4 separate regions of the Mus musculus genome follow, and all the other regions are linked to region 1. A link is a contact called in public HiCAR-type and promoter capture Hi-C data. All regions are on one chromosome and are shown on one strand. The core of a region is the stretch at or near the end of the contact, and the rest is flanking DNA. Distances in the headings are between cores, read along the strand shown.

Region 1 (2,612 bases), core at 52-2,551:
TCTCACAGGATTGTCTTTTACCTGGACGAGTTCCTTGTTGTTTCAGCTTCCGTAAAATTCACTCTCTACAGGGAAGAGCTTACTAGTTTTTTGTTTTTTTTTTTAAACTAATTGTTATTGTTCCCCCCTTTAAGAGGTCAAAGCTTTTCATTGTAGACTAAACTCCCAGTTCTTTTCTTGGTTGATGAAGCAGTAAGGGATCTAGCCTCTATTATCATCCCAAGTTTATTTCTTGTTATTCAAATGTGCTAGATTAGATCCGGATTTGGGGCTTGTGAATTATTCTACTTTCTGCTAGCGATGTAGGGCTGCTATCCAAATCACTGCCTGAATCTTTCCTCCCACAAGGGCACCACCCCCAAGCAGTGGCCCAATTGTAACCACCACCATCAGATGATGATAATCTGCGAGTTAACACCTACAGATATCCACCCCCTCCCCCAACCCGGCCCCAGCTCTCAACAACCTAATCTATTTGTCTTCATAGTGTTCAATAGACAACCTGGAATTATGCCTAAAACGTGTAAGGAAAGCAGCCAAAAGCTGTTGAAGAGAACGAAGATATGACTGTACTCTTTCTTGTCTCTCTCCCCTAAAGAGGATAAAACAAATAAGGAGCATCTACTTCAAAATGTCCTTCTCATCTCTCGGCCAGTTTGAGGACCGTATGTCCTTGAGGAGACCATGCAACATGACTGCACCGATTCCTCTGATTTAAACAGGAATCACACAGCTTGTCACCCAAGGCTAGGCTTCTTGGTGGTCAAAGCCTTATTTTCCAATTTCAATGGCCCGTGGGGTTGGGAAGTGCACTGCCCTTTAGACTGACTCCAGAGGTTCCGATTGGGCCCAAGGCTTCCTCAGTGGTTTCCCCTGATGATGTTGGGAACCGGGCAGACCCATTCTGAAGGATGGGCTGTGTCTGGACCCCTGATGTCGTGGGCTGCCACTGGCTGTGGGAAACCAGCCCCAGGAAGGTCTAAGGGTGGCGGATGGGATGCCAGCATCCTGGGCTCGGGCGCTTGCCAGAGGAAAGGGTTAAGCCGTTCCCAAGGCAACGCACCAGGAAGCGCGCAAGACGTCAGCCGAGAGTTCGTAGGTCAGCTCGAGGTTTAAAGCTCCCACGGGCCGAGGGCCGCCTGGCCAATGGAGAGGGCGCCTCCGCGTCACGTGACGGGCGACCCGCAGCTTTGCCCTCCAGAGCACGTGGGAAGATATTTTCCCCCCACCCCTTGTTCCTTTTGCGCGGGCTCGGCCACGGGGTCGTTCTCGCGAGAGGTGCGACGGCTCTCGCGAGAGTGAGTGGGCGGCGTGGGGAGGCGGCGGCGGTGGCGTCGCGGGCTGGGGCGGGCGAGGGGGAGCGCCGCTGCGCTGCGGCTCGCGCCACCGGGCGTTGCGGGCCGTGACGGGAGGCTGACATGCCCGGGAGCTGAGAGGCTGTGCCGCCTGGTGAGCGGGGCAGGGAACCGGGAGCCAGAGGGCCGGGTCCAGACTGCGGCCGGGCGCCGTGGCCTCGCTGCGTGGGGCGCGGGCGGGAGGACGGTGCACTTTGTCCTCCGCAGCAGCATCCTTCCCTGTCAGCGTCCGAACCCAGGTCCCCGGCGCTGCCCTAACCCCAGATGCCGCTGTTTGCATCGCTGTCACGTCGCCTCCAGGCTGGCCAAGCATCCGAATTGCGCTATCAAATAGAAAATGGGCTGGCCAGACCACAGTGACAGTACAGTCTAAACCCCTGGTATAGCTTGGTGACAGTCCTTTAGCTCTGCCTACGGTCTTTAAAAAGAAAAGAAAAGAAAAAAAAACCCTATTAGTTGGAGGTGGCTTAGCTTTAGGCATTAAGGCATTTTGCGGTGAGCAATACTGCTGAGACACATCGCTAATGGCCTTGGCGCATACTGGAGTTAATATTCGCAGTTCTTTTATAGCCTTGTGATTATCCATTTGCTTCTAAATCGCTTGTTTTCCTTTGCATCTTTCTCACCTTGTTAGCAGTGTTATTTATATTGGTACTCAATTTTGTTATGTATGAAAATATATAAAATAAGGGCATCAGGAAAGATGGAGTATTTATTCATGCAAAGGTGATTTTGTTTTAATGTCTTTGTGTTTGCTTGGTGTGTGTGTGTGTATGTGTTGGTGTGTGTGCTGGTAAAAGGCAGCCTAGTATGATTGATGTCATTTTCAATAGTCCCACCTAATCTTTCAAACTATAGAAGCATTTTTTTCAAGGAATAACCTGGTTATTCATACTTGATTGTGTTTTCCAGGCAGGATTGTGAATCATAGGTTGGCAGTAAATTAAGCAATTAGTTGTGTAGTTAGTAACTGACTTATGAGGGATGAAGGGATATGAGGGAATTGGGGAAGACGTGGGTTTATAAGCTGAGCTGTGGCTAATGTAGATAGCTACAGAACTGCTCAACTGATCTGCCTGGAAAGGAATTGGCAGTATATACTCTGTGCCCAGTGATGTTTCTCAGTTGTTGAAGATTCTGAAGTTGGAGGCCCAGAACTGTAGTGAGAGATTTGCTAGCCTTCTCAAGCCTCTGAATTCCAGGGCTTCGTCAGGGAAACAGAAGAAAATCCTTTGGGAGAAAGGATGGTACATTTTA
Region 2 (2,612 bases), core at 71-2,570, 1.4 Mb after region 1:
AAAATTTAAATTTTTTAAAATGTTATAACAGTGGAAGACTGCGGAAGGGGGAGTAAAGCACAATGTGCAATTTGAAGGAATGATACTAGCCGGATTACATACACTGGGATGTGTATGCCATAGAGCTGGGTTTCCCCACCTGTCGACCCCACTTCCCCCATGTGCTCGCTGCGGGATGACAACCACAACACTCCAGAACCACCCCCTCCAAGGAGGCGGGGTTATGAGATCAACCAATCAGAGCCCGCGATCCCGGGTGTCCAACCTATGGGGTGGCCGTGGCCATGCAGGGGTAGGACATAGGGTGGTCCGGGAGGGGCCGCGTCCGTGGGAGGAGTGCACGTGTCCAGAGAGGCGGGGAACCCGCGGGCGTCCAGCTGCCGAGGCGCCGGCCGGGTGTCCAAGTCCGGCTGCCCAGTGCGGTCTTGGACTGGGAAAGGCAGGCGATCGCCCGCAGAGGAAGACCTGTCCTTGTGTCCAGTTCCCAGCGAGAAGGAAAGACACAAATAACAACAATAGTACCTCGCGCAGATCGGGCAGAGAGGAAAGTTTCTGGCCCGCGCCAGAGTAGAGAACGCCAAGGCAGGGAGATGCTATGCAAGACAGGAGGAGGACACTATGGGAAGAACGGAACAACCGGAGGGCTGCGCGGGCAGGACAGGGTCCCGGGTGCGGTCCCCGGGAGGCGAGCGGCGGGGTGCGCTGTCCAAGGTGCAGGGGAGGCGGTTGGTGCGTGGTAGGCGCGGAGCCCGAGCGGACTCTAGCCGGCCAGCGATAAAAAAGAGCGGAGTACATCTGTGTGGGGCGCTGAGCACCCCCGGCTCATAAAAGTGCGGGAGCCCGAGGAGCGTCGGGGAAGGGCGCAGGGGGCTCCCCCACACCGCTGCCTTCCAGCCTCACCTCCAGCTCCGCTCCCCTCCCCCCTCGCCCACTCCCCTCGGTGCCTTGTTCCCCGGCCACGACGGGGGCGGGACCGGGAACCCCCCATGGGCGGCGAGTCCCTACGCCCCGGGGATGCTGCGGGCCGCGGAGCCGCTTACCTGGGGCCGCGGTGCGGGGATTCGAGGCAAGCGAGCGCCGGGCGCGGCGCGGCTCCTCCTTGCCTCGGCGTCTCCTCCCGATCGCGCTTCTGCCGGACTCTGTCCAGGGCGCCGAGCAGCCAGACCCGGCTAGACTGCAGCCTCCGCTCGCGCCGCCGCTGCTGCCGCAGACAGAGGACGCCCCGTGGCGGCTGGAAGCCTGTGTGAGTAGCAGCGCCCGGGAGAGTGGGATCTGCTCAGGGGCGCTGGAGACTCCGCGGCTCGGGGCGCGCGGGCGTGCGCACGCGCGCCTGAGAGTGTGAGTGAGTGTGCGCGCGCGCGCCCAGGAGTGGGGGGAGTCGCGAGGGGCGGGGGAGCGAAGCGGAGAGATGCTCGTAGGGACCGAGGCAAAATTCGTCGCCCCCGGAAATCCGTAAAGCGGTGAAAGGATGGGCGGCCTGTCTGGCCCGAAGAAGCGACTGGCCCGGCGGAGAAACCAGATGAGAGGCGGCGTGGCGCGCTCGAGCTCCGGATCCCGGCCGATCTGGAGCCGGAGGAGCGCTCTGCCACTGATGCTGCACAAGTGGTGCCCACGGCCGAGGATCGCGCTATTCCCTCGGGGGAGGAGCTGAGGCGACTCGCTCGTGCCACTGCTGCCAGTTTGAATTTCTAGGCTGGACGTTCAGGGACTGGTCTTGGTACCCCATGGTTGCCATGGCGACCTTGAAGGCGCCAGGCAGGCGACCGGGGTGCGGGGGGGAACTCGGTGCGTGCAGTGGACTCCAGGATGCTGAGATGCACTGCTCAACCCGGCGCTGTCTAAGGTTGAGCCTGGGCACAGAGGTTTTACCCAGGGTATTAGGATGCCTCAGTGGTGGTTGGGATCGCTCCAGATGAAAATGTTACCTTTTTGTTCTCCTTGGAAGCCACTTTCCCTCAAAGTTAGCCACCTCCATATAGAAGTATTGGCCCTCTCTTTGTTAGGATTCTGCCAACTGTCCCGATACACAAGTAACTCAAAGCAAGCTGAGAACACCTTCATCACCGAGCGCTCTAACACCTTAGAGATTATGACTAAATCCCACTTATCTGTCCTATTCCTGAAAGGTACATCGAGCTGTTGGTATAGTTTTCCATGCTTACTTTAAATAAGCAGACTTTATTCACCCAAGAATTCCTTCCAGGAGTGTAAGGTCCGTGTTGCAGTTGTCATGCTCTTCTTGGCAGGAATCCTCAAGAGCGGGTTAGGGTTTGCACTTTTGCCTGCCCTCCAAGACTTGCACAGCGCCCCTGTACACTGTGTGTTCTCTATAAATGTTGAATGAATGACATTGTTTTCTAGCTTCACATATCCTGAAGGCAGAAACTCAGATGGTGGGAATGTCATTACCATCCCACTAGGCTTGCTTGATTTAAACGTATGCCAGTTCCCTGTGTGAAAGACTATTTTTCCCCTCGGGCTGCCAGGCCCCAGTGCAAAGAAGGAACATAGGAGAAGACTGACCCATTGTGCAAATTTACCAAAAGATTCACGAAAAGAGCACTCAGAAAGGAACTTGGTGGTATAATCTGCCTGAGCAAAGGATAAAGATC
Region 3 (2,612 bases), core at 35-2,534, 1.1 Mb before region 1:
TGATCACTAGACTCTTTTTGCCATCAAGCTTAACAGTCTAAACACTGTCCCTCCCAACATAGCCCCTCACCCGGTCTTCTGCAATTCTCATAGTCCTGGTAGGTCTGAAATCATCCCCTGAGACTCAGCAGGTGCTGCCAGCTCTGTGGTGACAGTGACAGTGTTTTCCATTCCTCTCTTCCCTTGCAGCCCCACATCCGAGCTCTTAGCCTAAGAGCCACATCTCCACGCAACAATGCCTTTCTTGATCCTTAAACACTCTCCTGCTGCAGCCTTGCACATCCACGGTCCCTCTGCTCAGGACCTCCCAAGCACCAGCCCTCAGTCACTTCTCAGCAGAGAGTTCTAAAACAACTAAATTTCCCAGTGTGAATTGAGGAGCCCTGGCTCCAAGTGAGGTACCACGGAAGAAGACATTTTCTTCAAAGGTGGGTACGTGCCTCAGAGAAAAGCATGCCCGGGACCTCATAAAATCAGGAGCATTGGCCAATACCTGTGCTCCCAGCACTCCAGAGATGGCGGGAGGAAAGTTCAAAGTTTAAGGTCATCCTCAGCTACATATGGAGTTCTGGGTCATCCTGAGCTACATGAGACTGTCAACAACAAAAAAGCAAACCATGTTCTCTGTCCACTTAATGGAGCTATTTACTACATATATGTAAATGATACGTAACCACCTTTTATTTGTTCCTTTGGTCGTAGCCAATCAGTGTTTGGGAAACACATTTTCTGCTGTTTAATCAGTGTGGACTTAACTATAGGCATTTTCTTTCATTCCAGGCTCCCCGTTTCCTCTGCTTCAGGACCCTTCTGCTTTTGCTGCACTGTTGCAGCAATTAAACCCCTCCCTTAGAGGACCCAGTGGCAAAGGCCATCTCCAACATTCTGCCCCATGCTCTAGTTCCAGGGGAGTCCAGCAGTTCCCACCTCCAGCGGAAACCCTAGTAGAAAGGGTATCTTAACATTGGCACTTGAGACAGGCCCCCCATCTCTCATCACACTCCCCTCTCATTCTGCTTCCAGGGCCCCTTGGAGAAATAGGCTCCAGCCAGTGTCACACTGCAAAGCCCTCTGATACTCTAAGAAATCCTGGCAAGCTAGTAACTGGGGGTGCTGGTGGGGTTCCAAGGCTCAACATCCCTTACATACTCAAACCTGTCTGGATGTCCCTCTGGGTTTTTGGAGGGGAGAGAGTGATGGGGAGGACACATCTGAGAACACAGGATAAGCTGAGTAGGCTGCTCCAGGGTGGAGGGAAGAGGGAGGGGAGAGGTGAGGTGCTGGAAGGGGTGGGGACAGAAGGGCTGGCCAGAGCAGGACGCTGCTGTTGCTGCTGCTGCTGCTCCTGCTGCTGCTGTTGTACAGGGGGCATTCGTTGTAGGGACAAGAGGACAGTTGGAACAGTTAGGACAGTGGGATAGGGTCTTCGCGTATCTTACTTCTCCATCTTCAGCCATGACAGAGAACTCAGACAAAGTTCCTATCACCATGGTAGGGCCTGAGGACGTTGAGTTTTGCAGTCCCCCGGTGAGTACCTCCTGGGTCCCCAGGACTGCTGTGGAGTAAGTCCAGACACAGAGACCCCGGCTTCCTGTGGGTGCCAGGTCCACTTCTGGGATCAGGGATTTGGGCCTTTGGATGTGTGGTGATGAGGGAATCAAATGAGAATGTCCAGTGTGGGGGGAGAGTGTCAGGGTACAGAGGATCCACCACAGGCGTGGAGCAGAGGGTGCAGTACTAGGGGGCCGGCCTAGGGAAGAGTCTGCTATGGTACTTCCATGTCTGAGGACAAGGGACACTCGCAAGGCAACCTCTGAGTGTTCTTGGGGCCAAGGTTTCCTACTCCAGTCCTCGCGGTTCCCCCGGGACAGGATGCAGGGATCGCGAGTGTGGGTGGCACGGCAACCAGTCCATCTCCTGCCCCGCAGGCGTACACCACCGTCACCGTGAAGCCCTCCGGGAGCCCAACACGGCTGCTCAAGGTAGGAGCTGTGGTCCTCATTTCTGGCGCGGTACTGCTGCTCTTCGGGGCCATCGGGGCCTTCTACTTCTGGAAGGGGAATGACAATCACGTAAGTTCAACGAGTGACTCCCCAGTTGGGATGCAAGGGCCGCCAGGTGCGCAGGGTGGCCGAACCCCTAGGTGGAGCCAGAGCGCTGCTCGGCCAGCGGGCACAGCCTGCTGCTCCCTTTGGTCCCCTTGGTTCTCTTGGACACCTCCCTTCTCAGGTCTAGCCTAAAGTGGGTACAGGGTACAGGGTAGGCAAGCTCAGGGTTCCTAGGCTGAAAACAGAAACGGGGACTGTTCGAGAACGCCCTGGACACTGTGGGAAAAGCCATTTTCTGCCATCCCAGCCTAACGCAGCTTACCAAGCAGTTGTGAGGCAGTGGGTAGGGCACGTGACCTCTCTGAGCTTCTTCTCCAGAAAGAAAGAAATGAAAGTAAATGATCCTTGATGCCTGTCCCAGCTGAGGAAAGCCATAAATTTAAATAGGACAAAGGGTAGAAAGAATATTCAATCCTACAGCTGAGGGAAACTCTTTTAACAAGAAAGTTCTCCTGTTTGTGACCTATTTATTCATTCTCCCTATTCTGTGTTAAAACAAAAAGT
Region 4 (2,612 bases), core at 37-2,536, 1.1 Mb before region 1:
CTCTAATACCGCGCTATCAAACCTCATGATCACTCTGTAGACCTAAGAATACAAAGCGGAGCTTGTAACATTAAAACAACAATGTAGCTATCCTAGTCTGCTAGTCTCTACAAAAGTGATTTCTCTAAGGCTCAAAACATAAAAATGTTTCCTTTTTTCCAGCGGGGGAGCTCTGAAGTGTCGGGAAGAATTTCACACATCCCAGGCTAGCCTCAACTCACAAAGTAGCTGAGGATGACCTTGAATTTCTGACCCTAGGGCATTCACCGCCTGAGTACCAGGATTACAGGCCTGTACCACCATACTTGACATGTGCCGATAACTCTCTGGAGTCCAGCCAGCGCTCCTAAGAAACATCCGTACAAAGCTAGTTTGTTCTAGACTTCACCTGAAATGGCCCAAAAGCAAATCATATAATACTAAAATGTAGGCAGGGTTTATTTACTGATACATCCCAAGAACTCGCAGGATCCAAAGTTTAAGGCCAGCCTAGATAAAAAGCGCGGTTTTATAAACAACTGTATAAAGAACAACCACAGTCATCTGTAAAGTGGAAGGCACAGAGGGAAAATGTTCTTTAGTAAATTTAATTAAGGACACTTAACAGTACCTGACATATAAGGGCAAACATAACTGTTAAAGTAAAAAATTGATACATCAAGCCCTATTTTCGCCTTTTCCTTGATCATAAATGCCATTATAAGTGCAACCACAGACAGTAACTATGTTTCCAAGAAATAAATGGGAGGGAGGTGCCCTCATCGGGAGCTTGTGGAGAGGAAGGGCAAGATCTATGGCAAAGGTATTAAGGAGACAAAGAGATTAAGTATCTTAATTTTGGGACTTAGATACATTGTAGCTTTGCTCCCACGAAGGTAATGCCGGGAAGAGGAGGGGTCTGTAGGGACCCAACAGTCCCAGTGAGCTCACTCACCTCTAATGCTGCCTGGGGATCCCCGTCGATCAGAGCATCTGAGAAGCTCTGGAAAAGCCTGCCAAGAAAACAACGACTTCAGCAGGTCTCTCTAATCAAGGAAAGAATAGAAAGACAAACAGCAAAGGTGAAGAAAATCACGCACCGCTGGGACGATGCAGGTCCTGCTGCAGCTGCCGCCATCCCTAGGAGTCAAGAAAGCTTCTGCCTGAGCGTTTCTACCTTGGTTACCAGCTCCGCCGCCGCCCAGGAAGGGAAAACTTCTAAAGAAACCCCAACTGAGCTTCCGTCCTCCGTAGCCAATCAGCGGTCGCGCAGCATGCAGCCGCGGAAAAGGAGGCGAAGGGTGGGCAGGTAGGCGCGGGGCCGGCTGGGAAAGAGGAGGAAACGCTCTCCGGCCCCGCCCCTACCCGTGACGCAGCCAAGCCCCCGCCCCGAGGGCGTGGCCGTGAGTCCCGCGCCCCGCCGTACGCCCGTGGGGGATCCGGCATGGCTTGTAAGCTTTGAAATATTGTCTCGGAGCCCACTGTAAGGTACTGGGGATCCGTCGGGAGGTAGTTCTGGCTTCGCTAAGGAGTGTCACGTTAAGCTCCGTTTACTCCGGTTTTCATCATGGCTACCGCCGGCGGCCAAGTTGTGCGTGACGTCACTCGTGGCAGCCAGGTCTTTTCCGGCAGCAGAGCCCGGGATGGCGCATCAGTTCGCATGACTCTCTCCGTGGAGAACCCGGACGGCCTGGCTCGCCGGAAGTCACGTTACCGGCATGGAGGACGGAGTTTTCCGGAGGGCCTGCCAGATGCCAGAGCTCCACACCCCAAGCTTCCTTCCTAAGTCGGCTTTCCAAACCAAGAAAAGCCTGTTTCACAAGCACCGCGTGGATGAAAGTGACCTATAGCTAATGGTCTTATTGCTGCTTTGTGTTCTAAGTAACCAGTAAGCCCCCCGTCCCCCGCCGTCCTTAGAGCCAAACATCACACTAGGAAGTTTCCTGCGAATTCTTTGAAACTGAGTGGTAAGGGGCAACAGGAGGGAGTGGCAGTTATAGGTTCACCAAACTTGATTTAAAAGCTCTTGATAACGCTCAGTAACTCGTTTTACCAAGTCTGTTTTAGTAGGTGAAATGATTGAAGTGGTCGTTGGCTTCCTCAAACAAGATATATATAAGACCTCAGTCTGGAAACATGACAGTCCACGAAGAAAAAGAAATTACAGTTCAGGCATTTGTGTACATATCCCCACTGTTAAACTCGCCCACTTTTCTGAGTTCTAACTTTAAAAGACCTAAGTTTTGTCTTCCCCACTTTTCTAGCACGTTTTCCATACTGGCCAAACGCCTAGTTGTGCTTGCTAGCTATCGTGGGTATTATAATTTTTTGTTACAACCTCAACCTACCAATCAATCACCCCTTGCAGATGCAAAAAATAACGGTGGGAGGACGTTTGAAAATACAGAGAAACTTGAGCCCATATTCAAGATGGAGAAACGGAGGTTACAAAGATTTAAGTATGTATGGGGTCATCAAGAGATGGAAGTGTGGAATACTACAAAGTTTAAAGTGTAACACATTTGCCACCTGTAGGTATATCCCATCTGTATTGTAAATGGGTTGTTTGAAGGGGGGGGGGGGTCGAGCCGGGGCGGGGAAGGGCTGATAGAAGATAACAGGTCCCAGAAAGG

What was found. Promoter capture Hi-C pulls out the DNA fragments that hold promoters and counts their contacts. HiCAR-type assays count read pairs that join an accessible place to other places.
Region 2: a HiCAR-type map of astrocytes shows a contact between it and region 1, with 4 times the contacts expected there. The contact joins the promoter of Enox1 here to the promoter of Akap11 in region 1. A contact is called at or near these places in 7 of 39 promoter capture datasets (the 3T3-L1 cell line, embryonic stem cells, hippocampal neurons and 4 more), 1 of 15 datasets of contacts at CTCF or cohesin (large pre-B cells), 3 of 484 Hi-C or Micro-C datasets (embryonic stem cells and granulosa cells), 3 of 115 datasets of contacts at active chromatin or transcription factors (astrocytes, embryonic forebrain and large pre-B cells) and 2 of 9 other capture datasets (embryonic stem cells and macrophages).
Region 3: a contact with region 1 is called in a promoter capture Hi-C map of liver, with 5 times the contacts expected there. The contact joins the promoter of Cnmd here to the promoter of Akap11 in region 1. A contact is called at or near these places in 4 of 39 promoter capture datasets (liver, neutrophils and pre-B cells).
Region 4: a promoter capture Hi-C map of pre-B cells shows a contact between it and region 1, with 4 times the contacts expected there. The contact joins the promoter of Sugt1 here to the promoter of Akap11 in region 1. A contact is called at or near these places in 4 of 39 promoter capture datasets (the C10 cell line, cranial neural crest, liver and 1 more), 1 of 484 Hi-C or Micro-C datasets (rod photoreceptor) and 2 of 9 other capture datasets (adipose tissue and liver).

Annotation. Positions count from the first base shown.
Region 1 is chr14:78,535,549-78,538,160 of GRCm38.p6, reverse strand. It overlaps Akap11 (A kinase (PRKA) anchor protein 11), which reads left to right and starts at 1,301. Exons shown (of 12, transcript NM_001164503.1): 1 at 1,301-1,449.
Region 2 is chr14:77,155,471-77,158,082 of GRCm38.p6, reverse strand. It overlaps Enox1 (ecto-NOX disulfide-thiol exchanger 1), which reads right to left and starts at 1,320. Exons shown (of 19, transcript NM_172813.3): 1 at 1,041-1,320.
Region 3 is chr14:79,660,855-79,663,466 of GRCm38.p6, reverse strand. It overlaps Cnmd (chondromodulin), which reads left to right and starts at 1,284. Exons shown (of 7, transcript NM_010701.3): 1 at 1,284-1,527; 2 at 1,929-2,072. The coding sequence starts at 1,456. Gm41218 (a long non-coding RNA gene) reads right to left here and starts at 534. Exons shown (of 5, transcript XR_874848.1): 1 at 494-534.
Region 4 is chr14:79,586,334-79,588,945 of GRCm38.p6, reverse strand. It overlaps Sugt1 (SGT1, suppressor of G2 allele of SKP1 (S. cerevisiae)), which reads right to left and starts at 1,286. Exons shown (of 13, transcript NM_026474.6): 1 at 1,080-1,286; 2 at 935-992. The coding sequence starts at 1,117.